Regions from separate parts of the Rattus norvegicus genome. Here regions 1 and 3 are each linked to region 2. A link is a contact called in public Hi-C data. All regions are on one chromosome and are shown on one strand. Each heading gives the region's core, a stretch centred on a gene start, on an enhancer-like site or on the middle of the called end of the contact. The rest is flanking DNA. Distances are from core to core; before and after follow the strand shown.

The links. Hi-C and Micro-C count contacts between places; a contact is called where the count stands out from the background.
Region 1: a Hi-C map of the A7r5 cell line shows a contact between it and region 2, with 2.2 times the contacts expected there. The contact joins the promoter of Deptor here to the enhancer-like site in region 2. A contact is called at or near these places in 5 of 12 Hi-C or Micro-C datasets (the A7r5 cell line, Schwann cells, frontal cortex and 2 more).
Region 3: a contact with region 2 is called in a Hi-C map of the A7r5 cell line, with 4 times the contacts expected there. The contact joins two enhancer-like sites. A contact is called at or near these places in 10 of 12 Hi-C or Micro-C datasets (the A7r5 cell line, Schwann cells, frontal cortex and 5 more) and 1 of 1 datasets of contacts at active chromatin or transcription factors (oligodendrocytes).

What each region holds. Positions count from the first base shown.
Region 1 is chr7:88,402,146-88,406,470 of GRCr8, forward strand. It overlaps Deptor (DEP domain containing MTOR-interacting protein), which reads left to right and starts at 2,600. Exons shown (of 9, transcript NM_001427213.1): 1 at 2,600-2,756. The coding sequence starts at 2,635. It also overlaps the pseudogene LOC134479905.
Region 2 is chr7:88,601,968-88,606,598 of GRCr8, forward strand. No RefSeq gene overlaps it. Among named protein-coding and RNA genes, the nearest start is that of Col14a1, 7.5 kb to the right of the region's middle. Within about 2 kb of position 2,189, at least 4 of the 93 cell types and tissues checked have an H3K27ac peak or open chromatin away from gene starts, as enhancers often do. A contact at or near this core is called in the A7r5 cell line, where this site is marked.
Region 3 is chr7:88,854,204-88,858,400 of GRCr8, forward strand. It overlaps Mrpl13 (mitochondrial ribosomal protein L13), which reads right to left. Exons shown (of 7, transcript NM_001006985.1): 3 at 1,875-1,968. Among named protein-coding and RNA genes, the nearest start is that of Mrpl13, 6.5 kb to the right of the region's middle. Within about 2 kb of position 1,673, at least 8 of the 93 cell types and tissues checked have an H3K27ac peak or open chromatin away from gene starts, as enhancers often do. A contact at or near this core is called in the A7r5 cell line, where this site is marked.

The sequences.
Region 1 (4,325 bases), core at 1,350-3,849, 200 kb before region 2:
CCCACACACTCATAGGAGAGGCTTTCGAGAAAAAATATCTAGGCCCAGTGACCTTTGGAACATGGAGGCAAGAGGAATCAGGAGTTCAAGACCAGCTTTGGCTACATGAGATATTCTGTGTCAAAAAGCTAAAACTAAAAATAAAATTAAAAGTTATTTTCCCTTTCAGATCAGGCATTTTCCTAACGACATTTTTTAGCCTTAAATTGTGATTATTTTTGTCACAGATGTACAAAATTTTGTTATTAAAGTGGATCTTCAAAACTTTATTTAATTGAACCATTATTTCACGACTGTCACAGACCATCCCTAGAAAGTAAAAAAAAAAAAAAAATCCCTTTTCATTTTATCAATAGAAAATTGAAATCCAAAGAGCTTTAGTGACTGACATAAAATTATGAATTTAGCCAATGGTAGCCGAGGACCAAGGTTGCATGGTTGAATGACGTACCGATGCCCCGCCTCACATCTCAATAATCTGTTGAATAAGTGTATGATTTAAAGCCTGAGAACCAACGGCTAGGTGTGGTAGTGCATACCTATAATCCCAGCACTCTGCGGGCAGAGACAGGCAGAGCTCTGAGTTTGATGTCAGCCTGGTCTCCAGAGTGAGTTCCAGAATGGCCAGGCTGCACAAAGAAACCTTACCTCGACAAACCAAACAAAAACCAGAACCCAGACAGCTGTTAGTCTCATCTCCCTGTCACTTGATGTTTTTATATCAGAATGGGGCTCTTAGATCATACTGACCTAAAACCTTTCTCTCTCTCAGTGCACCTTTTAAAATATTGTCTGCTTATTGAAGTTACTAAGCTTAAATAATTTCTACTGGCAAAGGAATTGCCTAAGATATCCTGTTAGAGGAAGTTATTTCCTTTCTGGAATGTGGCTGAGCATATCTTGAAAATCTATACCAATAAGCACTGAAGAGCTGCTTAACTGTCTAGTTATGAAACTTAGGCAAACTATTTCACTTTTCAGATTTGTATTTGAAAACACTGATACCTAAGAGGGTTCTGTGCGGATCAATTAACCGATATTAAAAAAGGTTCACGGTGTCACGTAAAGCACAAACAAAATAACTTCAACCAATTTTCATAACGCTCCAGTGAGCCTTAGAAGTGGCTTCCTCGATTGTAAGACAAACGAACAGTGTGAGTTTACCTTGGGGGAAAAAAATAGTACAGAGCATGGTGTTCAGAGATTATAATCCCAGCACTTGGGAGACTGACTGAGGCAGGGGGATCTTGAGTTTGTGCCAGCCTGGGCAACACAGTAAGATTCTATCCCAAACAATAGTTTGGATTACCATGGAGTGAGCCTTTGCAAAGTGCTAAATGTTCTACTTTTGTGACCAAAGCAGGGTTAGACCCCAGTCTTCAGGAACACTGAGTAACATTCGCAGCAGCATATGTCTTACTATATAGACAACTTTCTGAGGACTGTGACAGTTATCACAGACACAAGTCTCCGTATCTTCCAATAGGGAAACTCAAACATACTTCCACCAACTCATACGACTGTGGAAGACATAACCTCTCAACTAAGCTATGTAGACGCTTACAAACTAAAAATGAAGAGAAATGGTGGTGACTTTTAATGAACGCTCGGGCTCTGCTATTCAAATGCGTTTAACCCGATCTTCTAAAGGCTTATTGTATTGCTCCCTTTAGTCAGTTGAGCTGTTTTTGGTTTTAGTTTGTTTTGTGAGACATGGTATCTTTTTATCCCCATCTGGTTCGAACTCATGATCCTCCTGCTCCAACCACTGGAGTTCTGGGAACACAGGTATGTCACCATGCCTGGCAAGATACAGTTGTTTCAAAACACAACCTAAAGTTGAGAATAATCCTGCCTGCTTGCCTGAGAGAAGTTACCTCACTCGTGGAGGTCTCCTTCCCGATGTAAAAGGAAAGTAATACTCTGATTATGATATGGGAAAAATAAGAAGGTAACAATTTATCTAAAACATCTTTAATGCAGCAGGTGTGGGCAGGTGATAACTACAATTAGAGTAAAGAAGGGATTAAGAGTATATAGGTAGGAAATAAATAGTAGTAATGAAGCCATGTTCTTAGTCGTTAGGCACCCCAGGACAGTGCTTTACTGACTCCACCATAAGGTAGTAGTAGTAGGGGGTGGTCTATAGGGAAAGGGGTCAGGAAGCCTGAAATGTCCTTCAGCAAATATCCTCAATTGCTTAATTTTTTTCAGTAAACTGTTCTCATTTCTGTTCTCTACACCTCTGGTATGAAACTAGAGAAAAACTGTAAAATTCCACAGCATGAGTTTAGGGGTGAAAAGGGAAATATAAAAGAGGAAAGAAATGCTCAACCTCCTGCAAAAACACCGGGCTCAGCGCTCCGCCCCGATGTTTATATTTTGCTCCTTATCCCCGCCCCCGACCATGAGAGGGCCCAGGCCACGCCCCCACGCCAAAGTTCTAGGGCTGGACTCGCCGACCTCTTCAGCTTACCCGCAGGGATTCCCTCACCAGCCAATCGCGTCTGAGCCACGGGACCGCCCGGAACAAAGATGGCCGGAGCGGCCTCGGTGAGGGCACACTGATCCAAACGCCAGGCGCACCCGCCTCCAGGACAGCAAAGGCAGAGTGGCAACCGCGCGGTCAGGAGCATGGAGGAGGGCAGCAGCGGCGGCAGTGGTGGCAGCGACAGTAACGCCGGCGGGAGTGGCGGGGCACAGCAGAGAGAGCTGGAACGCATGGCTGAAGTCCTAGTTACGGGAGAGCAGCTCCGGTAAGGAAAGGCACTCAGTTGGTGGGCTATCGATTGCACTATGCCCCGCGGACCGGAGCGCACACGCGATCTGGTTCGTGGCAGGCGTGTCGCGCGGGACACAGGGACAGTTGCGGGCGCGTGGGATGGTTGGTTAGCGCCGCGCGTGTGCCTGGCTACTGCAGCCGGGAGGCTAACAGCTTCAGCAAGGCTGCGGGGAACGGTTTCGGGAACGCGCGGTGCAGGCTGCGCCCTAGCTGGACTGCTGCAGCCACGCGTCCCGCCGACTTGCCACCACTCAGTACGCGCAATCCCCTTGTCAGGTGTCCTTGCTCACTCCAAAAAGAAGAGATATCGGATGGAAACCCCCCCCCCCAGCCCCTGCACTTCCAGATAAAAGACGCCAGCTCCCCGTGGTTGCCTTCGGTTCGGCTTTCCTTTTTGTTAGCAAAGCATGCTTCCCTTCTTTGATCTTCAATTTACTTTTATGTAAAACCTGGCGGATTACTGCGAGTCCCTTGAAGGGTCGCTTCTCTTCGAGAACCTTTCCCAGCTCTTTACCTATCCCTTAATTGGCACACCGTCAGGTGTCACTTGGGTCCGCAAGGGGGCGTGAAAGTACCTTGTTCAGTACCCACGTTTGGGACCCCGGAGTTGGCCCATCGCAGCGCACTTACCTTAGAATTAAGCCCATTTTACAAATCCGGGAGCAAGTACTTACCCCTAAGGCTCCCATGATATTCCTATTGCTTCCTGTTCCCTTTTCTTGGGCATATGTCTAAGACTTGTGCTTCCGCAGCTGCCGATATTGGGGGTTGTAAATCAGATTGCCACTTAGGATGAATCCGGCTCTGCTAGAATTTGGATCACGAGCTGGAGCCCGGGTCCCACCTGAAAGAGGTGTGCTAGTTCCCTCTAGTTCTTGGCTTGATTTTTCCGGCTTATTTCGGTTTCTAGGTGGCTGTTTCAAGAAGACTTGAAGGAGATTGTTACAAAGGTTCCTGGAGGTCTGGTAAAGCACTGGGCTTTGCAAGGCTCGGTTTGAGGAAGTAGCTGTTTGACAGTCAGGACCTAGCTTCCAGTGTGACAGAAGGAAAAAATCATGCATTTCGGTTCCTCGTTGAATCTCAAGTTTGTGGCCAAAATTGAAGGGAATTAGAAACCTGTTTTCCTCCATCAAGAGTATTTTGTAATCAAGGTGACATAAGTTCTTCTGATTTAATCTGACCTTAATAGTTTAGTGCTTTGTTCTTCACTATATGAAAAGGCTTCGCTTGGGTGAGATTTCTTGCTTCTTATTTCTTTTACAAACTTCATTATGACCCCAAATCACTTTCTCCTTCAAGATACTGCCCCTGTAATGCACCTTCTCCAGCCTCCCCAAAGTGCTCCTACGCTTTCTCACCACAAATCTGCAGACCTGGGAGTTCGACCCAGGCTTGATTTTCTGTTCCTCCACCATGTAGCCAAGTGTTACCACGACTCTGTTTTGAAGAAGGCTTTGAGCCTGACAGAATCCCAGCCTTGCCCTTGACTTAGCTAGTGTAGAGCCTTGGACAAGGATGAGTAACAGTAAGTTTTACCCAGTAG
Region 2 (4,631 bases), core at 939-3,438:
AGATTCCCTGGAGGGGAAATTTCTCAGCACTTACTCACCTGGTTTTAAGACTTAGAAGAAATCCCTGAGCTAGGGAGATGGCTTAGTGGTTAAGAGTACTGACTGCTTTTCCAGAGGTCCTGAGTTCAAATCCCAGCAATCACATGGTGGCTCCCAACCATCTGTAATGAGATCTGATTCCCTCTTCTGGTGTGTCTGAAGACAGCTACAGTGTACTTAGATATAATAAATAAATAAATCTTTAGAAGAAATCCTTATTGTGTGCTCAGAGCAGCTTTATGCAGGCATTTTTTTGGTGGTGGAGTCTCTCAGTTCATCAGCTCTCAGTAAGGGTCTCCTAGAATTCTTTTGGCATGTGTGTGTGGGGGGGGAGTGGAGTGGGGGTGGTTCAATAGCCTTGAACTTGAAAGGCTGTCAAATAAAGGCCAATTTCCAGGGTATGTTGCAGTCTTTTATTTAAATCTATTTTTAGGTTTTTGGTGTTTTCAGTGGGAAAATGGTCATGCTATCCCATCTTGGTTACTCAAAGTCTAATACATTTTAAAGCTGTGCATGGTAGCACATGCCCTGGACAAGGAAGCTTAAAGATCAGGAGTCCAAAGCTAGCCTCAACAATGTAGTCAATTTAATGAGGCTAGCCTGGGATAAACAATACTCTTTCATTTCCTTCCTTCCTCCCTCCCTCCCTCCTTCCTTTCCTTCCTTCTTTCTCATTCTTTTTCTTTCAGTTTTTGGTATTAAATCCAGAACCCTGTGCATGCTAGGCAAGTATTCTGTCACCATATCCCCAGCCTCTGAGAACCTGTTTCAAAAAAATCAAAGAACAACAGCAAAATTAATTAATTATTAATTTATAATTAATTAATTATTAATTTAAAATATATTTTAAATTAGAAAAACTATACAAAGCATATTATATATTTGAAGATGTCCTAATGAAAGTCATAATTTTGTACAATTAACATATCCTTAATTTAAATTATGATATAGAATCCATTTATAAATAGGTAATAAATAGGTCACTGGTAATAAAGAGTCATAAAATTGCTGAAGTGTGAGCTCATCATTATAAAATATTTTGAGCTCCTTATATACAGAGGAAATAGCTTTATGTAAGACTTCTAGTGTTTGCTTAAGGCATTGAATTCTATGCGATCCTTTTCTTACTATTTTAAAATTTTCCATAATAAACATATATTATTGGCTAAAATATTAAATTTTATTGAAATGCATATTAGAAATGAAGAATTTTAATACTTCACAGAAATGGTAAGTCTCAACACATTTTTTTAAAAGATGTAATTTACCAGTGTTGACATAGAACCCACGTTTTGTGCATAGCTGCTTTCATGTTTGTTTTGGTCTTTGGGAAAAAATCATATGGGTATAGAGTTGGTGTTCTGTGGAGCTATTTGATTTCTGGAAGTGAAAAGCTATTTCCAGGAAAGAGGCTGTGAGTGTGAAGAAAGGGTACGGCTCTCCCGAATCCTTTCAGAAGCTTGGGGATAGTCAGAGGAGTTGGGATGGCTTAGATGATATCTTGCCTGGAGGCAGCCAATAGAGTTTATAATTTCCCCAATGCTTTGCAGAAGATGATCCTATTACTGTATGGGTGGGTCCCCTGGCTGAAACACCAGCCTCCCTACTCACTACTTCCTTATAAGATATTTAATTCTAGATGAAAAGTCATTTCACAGCTTGTTTTTTTTTTTTTTTTTAAATTGTCTTGCCAATGGGTTTTTCGAGAATCAATCAAGGAACTTAAATTTAGGGTTGAAATGCAGATTTAAGGATGTAACAGACCCTTTCCTGGGTGGATGTGGGGAACAGGGGTGGGGAACATTCTAGCCAGATTGACTGTGTGCATAGAAGCAGCTGCTGTTGGACAACGGAGTTTGGGAAAACAAAATATATCTGAGATTCCAGGGAAATTCCATTTGGATATATCACTAAATTAAATTTAAAAAATAATAAGGAAAGAATGTGTAAGGTCATCCAAGCCAATCAATTTTTTTTCAGATAGCCTACAGTAGTGATGGCTGGTAGCCATTTTAATTGTGTACTTTAATCACGTAAATATGTAAACCATTTTCCTTCAGACTTAGGCTTGGTAAAAGCCATGCCAATGGCAACAGAATTATTTACCTTTCTAAGATGTGGGTGGGGTTTGATACTGAATAAAATACTAGGAGTTCCTGTGGTGTTGCTAATGGTCCTTAGTTACACCCAGTAGCTAATGGCTCTGCTATGTGGTGTGCCCCTTTTGATCACTGATGTGAACTCTCTTGGTTAAAAATGCATTTTGACCTGTGTAGAAAGATTTTCCAATCTTGTTCAATTCCATCATCACAAGCTGTTATAAATTACTTCATTATCTCAAGTGCTGACGGATCAGACTTGGCTAAGTTACCTCCTAGATGGTTTCTAAGCATTTCTTCCTTAGTTTAGGGATGGGTCCCTGGACAAGATGCTTGTGGGCGAGGAATGTATCTACCTCTTTAAGGACCAGGGTCCTCCTCTAAGTTCTAAATGAAGTGTTTGTCTTCCTTGGGGAACCAATCGTATTACTGATCTTGAGAGATGTTCATATAATTGATGCAGTCTTACTTCCTGGGAATCTTCCACAGGGTCATGAAATACTAATTTTTTCCCTTTAAACTTATATTTAATTGTTGAGATGAGGTCTTACCGCATTCCTCAGGATGGTCTCAAACATGTGGTCCTCACCCCTGCCTCCCAAGTAACTGGGATTATAGGATTTTGTCACCATACCCAATTCATTTCTTTATGTTTCCATTTCCTCTCTCCCCTGGGCACTACACTGTGCTCTTCCTATAGGCACATGATTACTCCTGACAGCTTGTTTCCTGCAGCTTTGAAAGCAAAACAGCCATCTCATGGAAGTGGTCTCACTATTATTCTGACAACTGAAGTTTTCATAAGTGAGCACACAAGAAAATCTGATTTGCATGTTCGAGAGGGCATCCTGAGAGCGATGGCTGATCATGTCAGTGTTCTGCAGAGAGCGCACCTTCTTCCAGGACTACACCCGTTGATCCTGTTCACTTTTTTGATGAGTGGCAGCCCTTGACACTGTTCCATCATTTCAAAGATGTTTGCATTTGTGGTTCCTTTTGCTCTGCGAGGTTGCCCACTTCCTGCCATGGGCCTCCCCAGACTATCCGAGGCAGTGGCAGTTCACGTCTGTCTCTTATCCTTGGTCTTACATTTCTTTCCAGCTAAACACATGGCAGATCCCTGATACCTGATGACAACCACATGGGACACAATTGACTAAGCTTGTTCAGATTAATGTGACAAACACTTCGTGAGGCTCCATGCCAGAGCTGATATTGCCACATCTGCTTCCTTGAAGAAGGCGTATAATGGATGGTTTATAGGAAATGACAAAGCACATTGACCTCCTCCCACAACAGGAGCTTCCATTGAAATAAACCGAAGTCGACAAGCCTTCGGTGAGGCTCCACTACGGGTAATGCACTGTGTCACCAATGATCTCTGCTGGCACACTTCATGACAGCATGTGTCTTCATCTTATAAAGAATGACAGATCCAATATTGGGGGTTGGGGAAGCAAACTTGGGGAGGAAAAAGTCTGCTTTGGCTTCTGTGTGCTGACCAATCAGTACTGAAGAGAATGCCTTTTATGCTTGCCCACAGGCCAATGTGGTGGGAACATTTTCTCATTTCCAGACGGTGGGAGTCATTTCATTGAGGTTCCCTATACTCTAGCTTATATAAAGTTGACAAAAGACTAGTCAGCATGTGTATGTTATCTAGAAATACAGAGATTCAAAACTGTCAGATGAGGTGGAGGAGTAAAAGATGCTATTTCGACAGAATGAGATAGCATTATTTACACTTTACATGTTTTCAGGATTACTGACTTCAAAAATTGAACAAACGAATTTTATTTGGAGACAAGGTCTCATGTAGCCCAGGCTGGCCTCCAACTTTCTGTGTAGCCAGAAACGGAGGCTGTCTTTTTTACTTTTTAAAAAAGATTTATTTATTTTATAAGTACACTGCTGCTGTCTTCAGACACACCAGAAAAGGGAACCGGATCCCATTACAGATGGCTGTGAGGCACCATGTGGTTGCTGGGAATTGAACTCAGGACCTCTGGAAGAGCAGTTAGTGCTCTTAACCACTGAGCCGTCTCTCCAGCCCGAGGCTCTTGTCTTTATCTCACAAGGCTAGGATTGCGAGCATGCGCCATCTTGCTCAAGTTGTTTGGTGCTAGGTCTTTGTGCTTTCTAGGGAAGCACGCTCCCAAGTGAGCAGCACCTCCAGCCCTGAATTATTTTAGTAAAATAATGATTAAACAAACAAAAATAAGCCAAATGAACTCTCACAGCATAGCGAACATTAAAGACTCTAAATGAGGGCTCTTCTTACGATGATGCTCTTATGATTGCCAAGTGCCTTGCCTTGTTATATGGCATTGATCTAGCAATATCTGCCACTGGCTCTTTTGTGGGGATTTGGATGGGGCAGCTAATTTACTGTAAAGTGAAGAGAGGTTGGTCCTTAGATAATTGCTGGCCCTCTCTAGCACAGTTGTGCTATGAATAGAACCTTTTATGTACCATGCATGCCCTGACAGCATG
Region 3 (4,197 bases), core at 423-2,922, 250 kb after region 2:
TAGGCAAGCGCTCTACCACTGAGCTAAATCCCCAACCCCTCCAGAGGATTATTTTAAATGAACTTACACATTTTATAAAGTATTATCCAACTCTATAAATATTTAAATTTTGTTTCATTTTAAGTACAGAAGAAGAATTAAGCATGGTAAAACATACAGTATATTGCTATATAATGACTAAAATAATTTTTATGAAACTGAAAAAATCATAAACATACATATATTTCCTAAACTGTCAGGTCATGGGTAAGACTTGAGTTTCATTCCTTTTAGAAGACTCTAAAATCGCATGTATAAAGAGTGTTTGACTGGAAAGTCATTCCATAGGAACGTGTAAGCACTGCACACAAGGTGTGGGGACAGCACAGAAACAAGATCATCTCCTGGTCAGCAGGACATAGGGAAGGCATTCAGAAGTTGACAAGAGGCGAGGGTTAATGGATGAACTGGAGTCCTTGAGAAAGAGGGTGAATGACTGTCAGAGGAACAACCCATGCAGAGGCATCAAGGTGAGCAGTCAGTGTGGACACTGAAAACCATCACGACAAGCTGCAGCCACCGCTGTGCTGACAGCACACAAAGCACTGTGACTTTCCACCTGCCAGCGAGGAGGTGGTGCCCCCTGACCTCCTCACCACCCAGGCTGCCCATAGTGCACTGCGCTCCCTGCTGTCTTGCTTCTGCCCTGCATCTGCACAAGACACAGGCAATGCTGCAGGGACTGACACGGGTCTCTGTTAAATGCAACATACGTTCTCAGGACTTTTCACATTTCTTTCCCAGTTACTTCTGTTTTATAGACCTCAGCTTATAGAGATTTGCCAGAAGCAGAAGTTACTAGAGATGCATGTGAGTTTATTTTTGTGAAACTGTATCAAACTTTCCAGAATGTATTTTAAGGGGGCAAATGGACAAATTCTGGCTTTAAAAATTAAAGGTATCTGAAGAATGATCTCAATCAGGAGTGGACGATCAGGGCTGGAGACATGGTTCACTGGTTAAGAGTCCATGAGCCCTCTTACAGGGGACCCAGTTTGGCTCGCTCACCCACATGGCAGCTCATGACTGTGTGTGACTGCAGTTTCAGAGATTCCGATGCCCACTTCTGGCCTACTCAAGTGGGCCACATAGATACATGGATGCAAGATACTTACACACATACAAATTTTTTAAAATATGAGTGGAAGGTCAACATTTATAATCATAACTTGGATGACAGCACAGAGGTAGGTCTAAGTAAATCCTGCCCTTCACCTGAAATTATGGGTTAAGTGGACACGGACGGCAAAGCCTCACCTCAAAATCAAATGATGGAGATAAAATCTGAAATGAAGCAGTTAATCTCTTGCCACTGAACTAACACAATTAAAACACATAAAAAGGAAGAGTCTTAGTTTAACAGGAACATGTGTGGAAAAACCTAAGGAGGTCTGGCTAACAGTAAACAATATCAACCATAATTGACATGGCAAAATCTATTTTACAATAAAACAGTCTAACTGGAACGATGGAGGAGAGAGTCTCACTGTTCCTGGGAACTCTCAGAACACCCGAGTATGTGCATTTACTGAGGAGAGACGGGGACAGACAACGCGGGAGCTAGAGAAGAGCAATGGTTCTCTAGCCCTCATGTGAGACTTCAGCGTTCGGCAGCACTGCAGGCAGTAAGATGAATCACAGCAGGAGAAAGACTGACTCACTGTACTGACGGGTGTGGTCTGGTTTTGTTCACTAAGCTATACACACAACATCAGTAAATCAGTATTTCCTTAGATGCCATTTTTAAAAACTCTCCTTTTCCTTTAAACCAAGGGCAGCGGTATCATTAAAGCCACACATCTTAACTATATTCCTTAGCAATGATGCTTTCTTACCCAGTATGTGAGGAGTACACTTTTTGTTCCCATTTGTTTCCAGAAAATGCAATATGTCTTGTGTTTATTATGACAACATGGTCTCCACAATCACCTAGGTTTAAAAAGAAACAAGGCAGAGACTGTATATGAAAACATCAAAGCCTTAAGGAAAAAAAATGGCTTGATTATTTAATTACTAAAGTGCTAACAACACATTCAAAAATGAAAATCCCAGCACAACAGGCTTGAACACATTTGTCTCATTTGATGCAAGCACAGACAGAGCTGGCTGGCTGGCTGTAAAATCTCAACACTGGAAAAATAGTAGATGACAAATGTAAAAGATAACAACACATTCTTTAGGTCACCCCACAGTTATTCCCTTTATTCCTCTCATTGACAATTAAACCTCTGTGCTAAAATGTTTACATTTCAACATTTCTATTACATTTACCTTTTAGTGGATGATACAAGTTTCCCTTTACAAATAGCAAAGAATATGAGAACAATCTGTACATAAAAGCACCAAGTATGTTTTGCCAATAGGCGAATTAGAAACAAATGTGAGACATTACAATCGATTATTATTCTTTTCAATTTTAGAGAACAATGGAACGCTATGGCTTTATGCTTAACTATGGCCATGAGGCATTTTCCAACCACGTTTAACTAATTAAATCTAAAATGGCACTCTCAGCAAGGACTGTAAACATACTTGACAGGACAGATGACCTGAAAACCAAAATACATGGACTGTAACTGTTTCCTCTTGAAAAACACCTTCTTGTGTCCAACTAAAAACAAACTGAATTGTCAACACGCAAGTTTCAACATGAACCACTGTGTATGATATCATTGGCAAATCTGAAACATTAAACCACTATTCTACTAGGGAAAAGACTTCAACAAAAGATTCTAGAACTATACTTTAAAATGTCACTAAAAATAGAAAGTATAAATTAGTATACTACTATAATCTCCAAATTGCAAGAAAAGATTCCATGCAAAGAATAAATCTAAACACAACATTTTCAGGCAGGTTCATAGTTTAGATCAAGGGTGAAGGAACAGTGTAGGAAGGGTGAGTCAGTTTTCATTACCAGTGTGAAAGGAGTCAGAGAAGGAACTGGAAAGCCTGCTGCTGCTGACCTGAAAGGTTAAGTCTGAGAGCCCCCAAAAGTGACACATGGTAGCCAGTAAAGCAGTTGGATAGAGAACCAGGTAGGAGCCCAAGAATGGCTCTGCATGCTGAGATGATGACCCCAGCTTCAGACAGTTCACAGCTGGGCCGCTGAGGCCTTCAAGGGTAGGCAATTTGCCTGCGCTCAAACAAAACTACTGAGTCCAGCTCTGCTGTGATGCCTACCTAAAGAATAAATTCAATCTTTTAACTTTTCACTAAAATGGAATTTCTAAAAAGGCTGTAAATATGTAGAAAACATCTAGAGTGACTTAAAAAATTTACAGAAGTCAAAGGCTCTTCGGACAGGCAGCAGTTAAAACACCGTAATTAACATGAAAGCAAGTTCTTTTATATGTAAGATGTAGATTTCTTTTTTAGTAAGTTATGTCAAAATTCTTTATCGTCAAAGCTCTTTCCTACTACTTCAAAACAAAATGGATCTGGAGCTAAATATGTGTGTCTAAGTGAACTACGGACTAACACAAAAGTAACTATGGTACAGGAGGCTAGAGACCTGACCAGCATGGTCGCTTTTGTCTAATTTCTGTTAATGAAAAAGATATAATCTTCGGTTAAAATTCTTTTAAAGGTTGCTACTTTGTGAATGTGAATGCAGGAACACGTGCCATGAAGCCCACACAGAGGTCCGAGGCCAACCCTCTTGATGTGATCCTCTCCTTTCGCCTTTCTCAGCCTCCCAGGGATTGAACTGAGGTCGGCAGACACACAGCAAGCTTTGTCACTCACTGAGCTTTCACTGTCAAGTTTAAACATTTGAATAAAATTGTATAGTTTCTGTCCACGTACAGAATGTAAATAAATCAGAATTCCTACATCTTTTTTTTTAGATTGTATCATTTTGTTTCCACCAATATGAGACAAATAATAGTTTCTCCATTCTTTACTCATTACCACTACTTTATGATCATATTGGGGTTTTAACTTGCATTTCCCCTAATGGCTTGTATTAGACTTTTGTGTACCTGCCACCTGGTCATGTACCTGTTCACTTTCTAATTAATTAGGCAGTGGCTTTTTAGTGTTGTTTGAGACGTTCTTTATATAGTCTAGGTCCAAGTCCTTTGTTAACTGCAAAAATTTCCTTCTAGTCTGTAGCTTTTTTACCCCTCTCCTCTCAAGCCCTACTTCAAGATACTG